Linked DNA regions of Arachis hypogaea: region 1 is linked to region 2. The links are chromatin contacts, called in public Hi-C maps. All regions are on one chromosome and are shown on one strand. The core of a region is the stretch at or near the end of the contact, and the rest is flanking DNA. Distances in the headings are between cores, read along the strand shown.

Evidence for each region. Hi-C and Micro-C count contacts between places; a contact is called where the count stands out from the background.
Region 1: a contact with region 2 is called in a Hi-C map of leaf, with 2.2 times the contacts expected there. The contact joins the promoter of LOC112702670 here to the promoter of LOC140174301 in region 2. A contact is called at or near these places in 2 of 8 Hi-C or Micro-C datasets (leaf and an unstated tissue).

Annotation. Positions count from the first base shown.
Region 1 is chr7:17,068,013-17,070,712 of arahy.Tifrunner.gnm2.J5K5, forward strand. It overlaps LOC112702670 (eukaryotic translation initiation factor 2 subunit beta), which reads left to right and starts at 1,310. Exons shown (of 10, transcript XM_025753801.3): 1 at 1,310-1,460; 2 at 1,885-1,934; 3 at 2,071-2,182; 4 at 2,287-2,342; 5 at 2,480-2,534; 6 at 2,666-2,700. The coding sequence starts at 1,890.
Region 2 is chr7:16,880,258-16,882,957 of arahy.Tifrunner.gnm2.J5K5, forward strand. LOC140174301 (zinc finger BED domain-containing protein RICESLEEPER 2-like) reads left to right here and starts at 1,289. Exons shown (of 4, transcript XM_072198727.1): 1 at 1,289-1,810; 2 at 1,922-2,112; 3 at 2,194-2,259; 4 at 2,371-2,700. The coding sequence starts at 1,289.

The DNA.
Region 1 (2,700 bases), core at 60-2,559, 190 kb after region 2:
CAGCACTGGTAAATCTCTCTTTCAAGACTCCACATGCATTGCATACTAGTGTGCCATTCTTAGAGCATTCCTCCACCCCAACTGATTCTTCATTAGTTTCGTCCATCCACTGAAAATAACGGCACCCAGTGTTCTTCGTCTGCCAAGCACAAAAGCCATTCATCAAACTCAATTCTCAATAGGGGAACAAATGAAGTAGAAAGTTCATACATACATTTCACAAAGGACACCTGAAAAATCATCTTCCTGGGTTTCTCCTCATCTTTGACTTCAATGTTATCACCTGAAGACGACAAAAGCATGTCCAGTCATAGGGCTTGCTTCCATGTTTTTCAAGTCCTTCAGAACTACTATTTTCTATTGATTGTGTCCTTCGATTATTATTAGACATGCCTCTGCTTCCACCATGCATGACAATGGTTAGGGTTTTGCTTTCTGGTGAAATTGGGAAAAACTTTCTCTCTCAATTCCATATAAAGAAGAAAAGGGATTGAAACCCTTAACGGATGCCACGTTGAAATTTCGTCTGTGACATCACCAAGTTTCATTAACCAGAGAAGGATTCTCCTCACAGTTGCACAGATTTGTAGCGTTTTTAAAATTTTTGAAGGTATAATTATCGTTAACAAATATTAGAATTATTATTGTCGACATTTTACAAATTTAGAGGCATAATTAATAATTTAATCTATTATAAAATAGTGTATTATTTATACTATATATATAATGAAAATATAAAAAGAGTTAGCATATAATTTTTTTAAATATCATTTAATATATATAATTCATTAAAAAATCTGTTTTCAAGACTAATTTTTTTTATTATTTTTACACATTTAATAAATAAAAAATAAATAAATTTCCAATAATATATTATTGATATGCTAGTAAATGTAATTATAAAATAATAAAAAAATTAATCTAATTTATTATACAATGCTATATTTAAATTAATCAAAAGAAAATGTTAAAAATATTTTTTAAATTATGTTATTATACATAAATTCCTAATCCTTTTATAAAAAAAATTTTAATCGTACATTTTAAATTATAAATTCTAATCTTAAATTCTAGAAAAAAAACTTTTAAAATTAAAACAGAAAAAAGATATTTTCACATAAAAATAAATAATAACACAAAATTTTATCCCACTAAATAAAATTGACTACATAAATTACACTACGCTATTAAATTAAAAAATAAATCTTCTAATTTTTTTCTTAATATTTTATCAAGTGTGATATTTTATTATTTAAAATATTTTCTAAAAAATGAAAACATAAAAAAAGGGGGAAAAAATAAAAGAAAAGGGGCAACGCACCGTTTTAGAGCGGAAAGAAGGGTTTTGGATTTTGGTCACGCAGCACAACCAACCATCATCATCATCTTCATTTCAGGGATTCGACTATCTTTGCTACATTCTATTCTTCACCATTTTGCATTTCTCTTTGCTTTATCAGGTTAGAATATTACTTCCATATTTTTCTGTCTTTTTCTCATTTGCTTGGTGAAGTTCGTACTAAATCCATGCTACTATGATTTTGCTCAAAATCGAAGCTTAATTTGATTTTGTTTAGGGTTACTTGTGCAGGATGTGATTTAGGTGGCTATCGTTGTTGTTCGAAAGTAGTTTATGAAGTTTTAGCCTTTAAATTTAAGCTTTTGATTTGGTATCGTTTTACCTGTGTAGTAAAACATATAACATGTAATTTGATTGTTATAAAATTCAATCAGTGCGGTTATGGCATTGCCGTTATTTGTTCTTAAGAAATTTTCCCCTTCTATGAGTTGTTGATCAAGATTATTTTGCTGATGTTTTTTAAAGTAATATTTTCCTTTAACTTAGGCTAATCATATACTAATGTTGCTTTCCATGTATTGCAGCAATTATGGCAGATGAAACACAAAATGATTTGAAGGAGGAGGTTTCGGAAGTAAGTTTATTTTCCCTTCTGTTTTTATAAGATGCCATTTTTTTATAATGTTGTAATGCATGATTTGTGGTATTTTAGTTTGCCGAAATAGTAATATAACTACTATCTTCTGATTCTCAAAAATTCTAAATAGCAGATTGCACCATTTGATCCTAGTAAGAAGAAGAAGAAGAAGAAAATCACCATTTTGGATCCTGCTGATGATGATTCAGTAGACAAGTTGACTGACAAGACAGAAAACCTGTCAGGTATGTGAATTAAAACAAACGATTTCTTTTCATGACTTTCGCATTCAATGCTGTCGTAAAATTGTGGTTTGCATTGCTGGTTTTAGTTAGCTCTTCATTTGCAGTTTCTGATGGGGTTGAGACTTCCTTTTCTGGTTTGAAGAAGAAGAAGAAGAAGCCTGTAAGTCATATAAGCTGTACATTTAGTTATAGTTATTTCTATTTATATTTATTTCCCTGTCAAATACTTCAAGCATCTGTTGTACCTAGTTCTTTGTTGGAAAAAGGATGAGAAATGATGTTTCTTGTTTATCGTAGGTTGAAATCAGTAACTTGACTGATGAGAGTGGAGATGCAAATGAAGATTTAGATGGTAAGTGGTTGAACATGTGTATAGAAGTTCCATGTTCTAAATAATGAACTCCATGTTGATCTGTCTTAAAGTATTCCGTTGAGGGAAGTAAACTGAATATTGGGTATTTGATATATTTCATTGTCCTTTAGATCATGCTGAAGATGATGAAGGAGAAGGGATTTCT
Region 2 (2,700 bases), core at 39-2,538:
ACTGGGACATCAATTCGAATTGGGGCATTATCTGCTGGTATATAAGATTTGGTTATCCTCTTTGTATCAGAAAATGTATCAGGCAATTTATTTGTTATTCTTTGCAAATGTATAATCTTTTGAACTTCTAGTTTACATTGTCCTGATCGAGGATCTAAATGCATTAACGATGATGCATTCCAATTAAGTTCCTTTTCAGGAAGTTTATTCTCTCCCCCTTAATGCTGAAAATTTTGATTCATCAAAATGACAATCCGCAAAACGGGCTTTAAATACATCTCTCGTTCGTATCTCAAGATACCTAACTATAGAGGGAGAATCATATCCAACATATATCCCCAATTTTCTTTGGGGTCTCATTTTAGCGCGATTAGGTGGTATAATGGGAACATATATTGCACACCCAAATATTCTTAAATGAAAAATATTTGGCTGCTGGCCAAATGCTAATTGCATAGGAGAGAACTTATGATAACTCGTTGGTAGGGGTGGAAATAGGCCAAGCGGCCTGCCAGGGGCCTGCAGCCTGGCCTGTGTTTGGCCTGGCCTGATAGGAAATAGGCCCAGGCTCAAACTATTAAAAAAGCCTATATTCTTTAAAAGGCCATGCCTAGGCTTTTGAAATAGCCTGTTGGGCCTGTCAGGCCGGCTTGAGCCTGTAAATATATATATAGAGTTTTATTATACTAATAAAAAAGCTATTGGAAGGATTTGAACTTGAATCTTCTATCTTATGAAAATACCTTTATCCACTTAGCCATTTATCTCTTTAATTATATATGTGTATTTTTATTTTCTTAATATCTTTAATCTCTGATATTGGAATATCAGAAGTCAATCAAATAAAATATTTCTAAAACCTTTCCCTCCACACTAATAAAGAAATACACATATACACGGTCTTTTTCTTTCCTCTTCTCCACTTTACACGCTCCTACCACTACCAGCTACCAATCTACCATCCTCTTCATCTTGTCTTCCTTTGACTGCAAGTACTTCTTCTTCTTTCTCATGTCATTATTTTTTATTTTGTTATTTTTTATATTTGTTGTTATAATATTAAATATTTTTCATCAATTAGGGTTTTATTTTGTCAAAGATCTTCTTTTTAGTTCGATTTTTTTGTTTGTGTTGTGATATTATTTCTACTTTTTTGAATATAAAATTTTATCAATTTTTTTTCTTTATTAAAAGGTTCTTACTTTATGCCATTGATACGATGAAAGCCAAAAAAATCATGAGATAATGTTTGTTAATTTTTGTTTAGGCATTATAATAAGCTTTAGAAATGGCTGAATCTGTAACTCCAAGTAATCCATTGGCCAATTCTATTTCTTTAAATGGAGAAGAAATTAATCAGTCAGTACCAACAATACCAACAATAGACACTGGCATTGTACCAACACACACAACAACTATTACAAATCAACCAGTCACGGATGAAAATGGTAGTAATGAAACTATTGTTACAAAAAAAAGGAAGAAAACTTCACCAATTTGGGATGATTTTGATCAAGTTGAAAGTTCTGAAGGTACAAAAGCTATTTGCAAGTATTGCAAATCAATGTTTTCTTATGCTGGAAAAGGAGCTAGTACTTCACATTTATGGAGGCATTCTAGTAGTTGCTTACAAAGGAGATTGCATGTTGCTGCACAAAAGAAGCAACCATTGATTCCATTTCAACCTTCTAATTCAAGTGTTAATCCCTTTGTGACACCAGGTGCAAGATATTCTCAAGAGAAGATGAGACAAATAATTGCTACAGTAATTATGGTTCATGACTATCCTTTCAGCATTGTTGAGGATGAAGTTTGGACGAGGGACTTCCAATATGCCAATTCTGAATTTCATAAAATTTCTCGTAAAAACTGCTCGAAGTGATTGCTTGGCAATCTATGAGGCTAAAAAAAACAATTGAAGGCTTTGTTACAAGGTGTTAGGAAGATAAGTTTGACAACTGACATGTGGAGATCAAGCCATCAAATTGTTGAATATATGGTTATCACAGGTCACTTTATTGATGCAGGATGGAATCTTCAAAAAAAGGTTTTGAGTTTTGTTCAGGTACTTGCTCCTAGACGTGGCATTGATGTTGCGGATGCCATTTTCAAGTGTTTGAAGACTTGGGAAATTGAAAATAAAGTCTTCTCATTATTTGTTGACAATGCTTCCTATAATGATTAATGTCTAAGGGCTCTTAAGGATACTATTTCAGATAACAACTCATTGCCTGTTGGTGGTAGTTTGTTTCATGTTAGGTGCTGTGCACACATTCTGAATTTGTTGGTATAAGATGGGCTAGGTAAAATTAAAGGTATTATTCATAAAGTTCGTGAGAGTGTCAAGTATGTTAATTTTAATGATTCAAGATTTAAAACATTTATTGAGATTGCTGAAAATAAGCGTTTGAAGGAGAAAAAACTCATCATTGATTATCCCACAAGATGGAATTCTACTTACAACATGTTATCTGTGGCTTTGAAGTTTAAATATGTGTTTCTTGTGTATAAAAAAAGAGAACCTCACTACAATTACGAACCATCATCAGAGCATTGGAGAAAAGTTGAGAAGATTTGCAAACTTTTAAAAGTTTTTAATCTTGCTACTCATGTCATTTCTGGTACTGAGTATCCTACTGCAAACTTGTACCTTCCTGAAGTTTGGAGAGTGAAACAAGTAATTGATGATGCTATTGAAGA